Linked DNA regions of Sus scrofa: region 1 is linked to region 2. The links are chromatin contacts, called in public promoter capture Hi-C maps. All regions are on one chromosome and are shown on one strand. The core of a region is the stretch at or near the end of the contact, and the rest is flanking DNA. Distances in the headings are between cores, read along the strand shown.

The links. Promoter capture Hi-C pulls out the DNA fragments that hold promoters and counts their contacts.
Region 1: a contact with region 2 is called in a promoter capture Hi-C map of liver, with 2.2 times the contacts expected there. The contact joins the promoter of ATP6V0D1 here to the promoter of HSD11B2 in region 2. A contact is called at or near these places in 2 of 5 promoter capture datasets (fetal skeletal muscle and liver), 4 of 47 Hi-C or Micro-C datasets (blood, heart right ventricle, liver and 1 more) and 2 of 2 datasets of contacts at active chromatin or transcription factors (alveolar macrophages and skeletal muscle).

The regions. Positions count from the first base shown.
Region 1 is chr6:28,130,434-28,134,253 of Sscrofa11.1, reverse strand. ATP6V0D1 (V-type proton ATPase subunit d 1) reads left to right here and starts at 2,174. Exons shown (of 8, transcript XM_003126946.4): 1 at 2,174-2,484. The coding sequence starts at 2,355. It overlaps AGRP (agouti related neuropeptide), which reads left to right and starts at 593. Exons shown (of 3, transcript NM_001011693.1): 1 at 593-722; 2 at 879-970; 3 at 1,388-1,570. The coding sequence starts at 593. The coding sequence ends at 1,570.
Region 2 is chr6:28,082,340-28,085,778 of Sscrofa11.1, reverse strand. It overlaps HSD11B2 (hydroxysteroid 11-beta dehydrogenase 2), which reads right to left and starts at 1,692. Exons shown (of 5, transcript NM_213913.1): 1 at 1,363-1,692. The coding sequence starts at 1,627.

The sequences.
Region 1 (3,820 bases), core at 925-3,424, 48 kb before region 2:
GGTCACTGGTCCATCACCCCCTTCAATGCCCTTGACCTAAGTTCCTGGAAGCAAAAGGAACATGCCACGTGTAGGGTCTGAGTGAGCATCTCCAGGGCCACAAATTAAATTAAGTGTTCAGGGCCGCCTGCCTTATTATGGCTAATAGCGCTAGCCTACCCATCCCCCAGGTCCCTGTCCTGTAGAAATTTGGGGGCCCTGGGTACCCTATATCATTCCCAAACTTTCATTGGCTCCTGGAGACTTCACCCCAAACTAGAGATGGGTATTCCTCTTGCAGAGCACCCAAAAGCCTGTGAGAGAGGCCTGAACTGTGTCCCCACCCATTGGGGGGGGGCCCTCATGCTCTGGCTGCAGAGAGCAGTCACGTGTGGGTCCTTCATTAGACCCTGCCATATAAACTGAGGGCATAGGGTGGCCAGGAACTCTTGGGGCAAGGATCCAGCAAGCAGAGGTAAGTCCTCAGGTTGAGCGGGGACTCTTACTTTCTGTGGGGTGGGGGTGGGGGTGCTTCCCTCTGGGGTAGGGCACCTAGAGAGTGCTCCAAGGATGAAGAGGGACTAAGTGGCACATTCTCCTGTTGAGCCAGGCTATGCTGACCACAATGTTGCTGAGCTGTGCCCTACTGCTGGCAATGCCCACCATGCTGGGGGCCCAGATAGGCTTGGCCCCCCTGGAGGGTATCGGAAGGCTTGACCAAGCCTTGTTCCCAGAACTCCAAGGTCAGTGCGGGCAGGAGTGGGTTGGGTGGGGCTTGGACATCCTCTGGCCACAAAGTATTCTGCTTGTATGAGCCCTTTCTTCCCCTTCCCAATCCCAGGCCTGGGAGGTGGGTGTTTTGTGCATGGGTGGTTCTGCCCTCACATCATCTGTCCCAGATCTAGGCCTGCAGCCCCCACTGAAGAGGACAACTGCAGAACGGGCAGAAGAGGCTCTGCTGCAGCAGGCCGAGGCCAAGGCCTTGGCAGAGGTAACAGCTCAGGGAAAGGGCTGAGGCCACAAGTCTTGAGTGGGTGTGTCAAGCATCAACCTCTATCTGTGCTTGGAGTTGCCACTGTGGTACAACGGGATTGGCGGTGTCTTGGGAGCGCTGGGACGTGGTTTCATCCCCGGCCAGCACAAGTGGGTTAAGGATCTGGCCTTGCCATCCCTTCAGCTTAGGCTGAGACTGTGGCTTGGAGCTGATCTCTGACCGGAAGCTCCATATGCTCTGGGGTGACCAAAAATGGAAAAACAAACATACAAAACACCTCTACCTGCACTTCCTGACCCCCTCACCCGGGGCGACACTGCAGACCATCCCGTTCACGCTCCACTTCCATCCTGCCTTGATCTGGCGCATTCCATGAATGTGCTTTTGGAAGTCCTTGTTTCCCAACCCTTGTAGGTGCTAGATCCTGAAGGACGCAAGGCACGCTCCCCACGTCGCTGCGTAAGGCTGCACGAATCCTGTCTGGGACACCAGGTACCATGCTGCGACCCATGTGCTACATGCTACTGCCGTTTCTTCAACGCCTTCTGCTACTGCCGCAAGCTGGGTACTGCCACGAACCCCTGCAGCCGCACCTAGCTGGCCAGCCAATGTCGTCGGGGTCGGGGTGGGGGTAGGCGGGCGCCAATAAAGTATGGGACCAACCCCAGGGTTGTGGCGTTATTTTGAATGTGACGGTCGTTAGGGGCGAAGGTGCCTCTAAGCCAAGAAACCACAGACACATCCCTACTCCAGGGCCTGCGCTATTCCAACATGAGTCACTTACACTCTTAAGAGTGCCAGGAGCGGTTGGGAGAAGCAGAGGAGGACCGTGCTCCAACCCTAGAAGAAGCTTATATAATAAATGCGGGGGAAAGAGTCGCAGCGCTGCAAAGGGTCTGTCGCTCCCCGCTGGCTAACAAACCATTAGGATCCAGGGCCCGCTTAAGGATAACTCGACGCGTGACCCCCAGCAAATCCCACCCTTCCCAGTTCCCCTCAGGGGAAGGTTAATTCACCAGTCTGAATATTTCCAAGCATAAGGGGCCCCCACAGTACCAGGTGCTCCGGACTCGGAAACTATAAAGTGCAAGCCCCCGCGTCCACGGGCGCCACCACGCGGCTAGTCTCGGACATTTTAAGTCGCTCCCGCCAGAGCTCCTCAATGAGCAGGCGCCAGAGGGCGGCCCCCCAGCCCACGGCTGCGCAGAAGTTCCGTGCGAAACCACCCGGAAATCGGGTGCTGCTTAGAGCCCCGCCTCCTTATGGTCACCTGATGAGCTTGACAGTCCACTGCTGGCGCCGCGTCAGCTGATCTTGGAGTTGTGCTGCGTGCCGGCCGGTCCGGTCCGGGTCCTCTGGTCCCGCCGCCCCAGACGCAGCCATGTCGTTCTTCCCGGAGCTTTACTTCAACGTGGACAATGGCTATTTGGAGGGGCTTGTGCGCGGCCTGAAGGCCGGAGTGCTCAGCCAGGCGGACTACCTTAATCTGGTGCAGTGCGAGACGCTCGAGGGTGAGCCGCGGGGCTGGGCTGCGGGCCCGAAAAGGCCTGCAGGGAGGCGGGCCCCGGCCTGAAGGTGCCTAGGTGTGGGAGGCGAAGCTGGGGGTTCTCGAAGGCGCTGGAGAGGTCGGGGAACCGGATCCGGGCCTGAGAGGCCTCACTGGGAAGCCGGGAGTGATGGCGGGTGTTTCGGAAAGGAATCTACTTCCAGTTGCAGCTCAGTGTGGGCCTAAACGCAAACGCGGCATTAAGAACTTCAGTGGTTCGTTTCCTCTGGGGCCACCTCTTAACCTGTTATTCCGGCGTTGTAGTTTGGAAGAGGGTCACTCGGGAGTGGTTGCTTCATGCGGGATGTGCTCATACAAACCTCTTTACTTTGACGTAGCCAGAGAGCTGTCTAGTGGCAATGCTTGGGGAATCTAAGTTGAAAAGTCCCCTGCTTTCCCTCCCAACACATACACCAAGGCCTTTGGGATCATTGTGTCTTCCCTTTGGCCTGGGACTGAGCCTTTCTGGGGAATTGCTGAGCCAGCTTAGCGAGAATTTCCTCCCATCGAGCAGTCTCCTGAAGGCAATGTTTGGGAGAGCCCTGAAAGTCTGGAAGTTCATACATACGTATTTGACAATAATTCTCACCCCCTCTACGAAGATACCTTTTGGGACAAGATTCCTAAGTACAGGAGTGGTATCCTTTCTTCTCAGAACACAAAGTTCCACAGTGGGATTGAATCCCTGAATCACAGAATCACATTTACTGAACTGGGTATGTTCCTGATTCCAGTCTTTGCTTCATTCCCCTCCCCCACGTGTAGTGAAGGGCACAGTGGCTGAGCTGTGAGTTACCATCCCTGACTTTTACCTGATATCCTTGAACAGAGGTACTGCTAGCCTCCAGGTTGGTAGCTGGAGGGGGAGAATGGCCAGATGATTCACCTTCTAGAGAAAATTTTCTCATCATAAACTTATTGAGGTTAGAAGTGAACTCATGGAGTTCCCATCGTGGCTCAGTGGTTAACGAATCTGACTAGGAACCATGAGGTTGTGGGTTCGATCCCTGGCCTTGCTCAGTGGGTTAAGGATCCGGCGTTGCCCTGAGCTGTGGTGTAGGTCGCAAACACGGCTCGAAATGCGTGTTGCTGTGGTTGTGGTGTAGGCCGGCAGCTACAGCTCCAATTCGACCCCTAGCCTGGGAACCTCCATATTTCTCGGGAGCGGCCCAAGAAATGGCAAAAAGAAAAAAAAAAAAGTGAATTCAATTTTTTAAAAGGTTGTTATGTACCTTGCAAACTGGACCAGTAATATGAAAATAAATACCTTTAAATTTAAAAACTTACTGAAGTTAAAGTAC
Region 2 (3,439 bases), core at 443-2,942:
ATTAGAAGGCAGGAGGTGAGCTGCCCTGTCCCTGGTTCATGCCAGGAGGCCTGTCATCTTTCCTTCTCAAACCCCTGAAATTAGGATCCTTTGAAACATCACACCATCCTGTACTTGGAACTCTCTCATTTGGCCTGAGCACTGCTCTATCTCCACTGTCTTTACTGAAACCCAAACCCTCATTCCACCTTCACCTTGGCTTCTCACAGCCCCTTCCAAGGAAATAATCTCCTATCCCACCACATCTCAGCAGCCAGACTGGTTTCTGATGGCCCCCTACCCAGGCCATGCTCATTCTTGTCTCAAGCCTCTGTCCTATGCCCCATGTCTGATACAAAACACCTTCCACACTCCACCTATCTCCACCCATCCTCTGAGGCCCAGCTCAAGGATGGCCTCCTCTGGGAAGTTCTCCTAGCTCTATCTGATCATGCAGGGCCCCCTGCTGGACTGAGGTCTCTGAGAAGCCAGTCAGACCAGTGGCTGCCCCCAGCCCAGAGCGCCCATCCAGAGCCATGGAGTTTAGGGGTGAGATTAGGCTGTCCCTCCCCCATACAGTGGAGCCAGTGCCTCCTGGCCCTTCCCTCACCATTTCTGCCTAGGCCTTAGCTCCTCCTTCCCTCCTTCTGGTGATAGATCTATTCCTTGTTCCACACAAAAGGAGCTGAGCCAGGCAACCAGAGGCACCTGAGTCCAGCTCTCTAGGACCTCACTTCCTTCCTGGGCATAGAGGACCAGGAGGAACGGTGGTGAGGCTCTGGCTGCAGAATCTGGACAACTACTTCAGCAATTTGGGTGTGGGTGTGGGTGGTGGTATCTGGGAGGCAGCTGAATGCCCAGCTGTCCCTCATGATGACCTCACACTTTTCTGGACTTGGAGGAGCCCAGCCATTTGGGGGGAGGGGGTCACAACCCTCTAAGCCTTTATTCCTCTGACCCCAGGGAAGAGGAAATGGGACCACCCACGTGGAGATTTTAGGCAGAGTTCAAGGGGTGACCATGCTCCGAAGTCCCTCAGAGCAGTATCCCCTGTCCCAAGACCTCTCTCTTGAAGAGGGGCATAGCATAAACCCAGGAGATTTCTTCTTTCTCAGCCACCGGTTTCCTCTGCGCACCTGCCGACTCCCTGCCTCATTTTCCCTCCAACACTCCCCAGAGCCGCAGGTGGTTAACCTGGACTTGGGAAGGTGACCTGCGCTTCGGACTTGGCTGGCTCTCTGCACTCAGGGGAGGGGGATGCTCCCATTACTGCGCTGGGGGTCCTGCCTTGCCTTGGCATCCCACGGGGAGCCCTCTGGGTGTCCAGTCCCGCCCTCCAACCTGGAGTTCCCGCGCTCCACGCTCCGCGCCCCGCGCACTCACCGGTGATGAGCACCGCGCGAGTCGCCACCGGCAGGCGTTGCGGCCGCGCCAAGCGGGACAACGCGATCCAACCCGCGGCAGCCAGCACGACAAGTGCGGCCAGCGGGGGCAGCAGGCGCTGGCACAGCCAGTCGAGCGCGGCCAGAAGCGCCAGCGCCGCCAGCAGCGGGCGGCCCAGACGCAGGTCTGCGCGCAGCAGCTGCAGCAGCGCACGGGCCGCCACGAGCAGCCAGGCGCCGCCCGACGGCCAGGGCCAGCTCTCCATGGCGTCTGGGCCGGTTTGGGTCAGGGCGGGGCAGGGGCCGGGCTGGAAAGCAGGGACTGGGACGAGGGGCCGGGATGAGGGGTGCGGGGTGCAGCAGAACACGATCCAGGGGCGAAAAGGATACTGGCTTTCTCAGATCGCCCTCGGGCAGAGCTTATAAAGAGCCCCAGGGGCGGGGGACAGGGCGGAGCGGAGGCGGGAAGGGGCGGGGCTTTCCTTTACTTCTTTGCCCGCAACCCTCGTCCGGCAGGTGCCCCCACCTCTAGCCCCCGCCCTCTGCCCCGCCCATGCGGCCAGATCCTCTTTCGAAGAAGCCGGAACCGAGTCCTAAAGTTACTGCTCTAGGAGCAGCAGCCTCCTCGCTGGCCGCGATGGGGAGATGTCCGGTCGGTTTAGCCCTGGTGCCCTGCATCCGCTTACTCCAGTACCCTTAAACACGCGCCCTGGGGCGCTGAGCCTCGGCTCCCAGGTGAGCACATCCACAGCTTGCACTTGCTCGGGACACCTAGGGACACTCACAACCTCCATTCAAGCTCCCCACACTGACAGCACCGCCGAGGCCGCCAAGCCTGGCGAAACACCGCGGGGAACCAGCTCGCCCTCACCTGGCAGCCACCGCCAAAGCCGGCACACGCGCTGTACTCCCACGCCTTTCGCAGCCCCAAGTCCCTAGCACAAGCATCCTGACCTGGGCTCACACCTAATCTGCCTGCAGCTACCAAGCGGTTTGGGGCAAGGGACTCAGGGGAGCAGTATGACCTTCTGGTTCTCGGGAGTCTCTGCCCCACTTTTCCCCTTCCTCTCACTTTTCAGCCCCAGGGATGCAGCAACCCCATCTCCTCCTGCCACACAAGTGTATATGTGCAGGTGTGGGTGTGTGAAGGGGGGTGTGTCTGAGGATACATCTAGGCCTTCCATTAACTCCAGCCCACTCTCTAGCCCCAGAGACTCCAAAGCCTGGCCATTGAGGACACCTGGGAAGTCACTAAGGGCAGCCTCTAGGACAGGGTTATCCCTGCCTGCCCCATAATTCCCCAGGGTGTAAGTGAGTGTGGGTGCATTTCCCTGCCTGTGTGTATGAAGGTCTGTGTTTGTGTGTGGCCCAGTGGCCCCCCACTCTGCCCACCCCCATGTCTGGCATGCTGTGCTTGGCATCCACGCCAGGTGCTGCAAGCACTAGGAACTGGTGCCAGTATCACTGCCAGGCCGTATGCTGAGGTCAGCAGGTGCAGCCCATGGCACAGGGGATCTCTGCTTCTTGTGCACCCTTGCCGAGCACCTCACCCATGCCCACATTAGGTCCTGAGAGGCCACGGACCTTCTCTTGTTGGCCATACTCTCTCTTAGATGCTCAGGCTCTGTGCCAGGCCTTCAAGGCAATGCCTCCTCCAAAGCATTCTCTGACACCCAGGCATGGCCCCCTGATAAGCCAGAAGAGTCTCAGGGAAGGGCTGGGAGTCAGATCCACTTAAGGGGCGAGGTTCTGGAAAGTTCCCTTGTGGCACAGTGGGTTAAGGATCAGATGTTGCCACAGCTGCAGCTCAGGTTCAGTCCCTGGCCCAGACGCTTCTACATGCCGTGAGTGCTGGCAAAAGAAGAAGAAGGAGAAGAAGGAGGAGAGGGGGGGGAGGGGAGGAGGAGAAGAAGAAGAAGTTTAAATAGATAAAAAAATAAAAAGTAAAATAAAGGGGAGAGCCTCTGGGTAGAGGACCCATGTCCTTTCCAGAGCCACTTCTGACTTTCCACCTATTCCTCCTCCTGTAAGTGCAGACGACAGGATAGCCCTGGTCCTGGGAGGAAGGACTTGCCTGG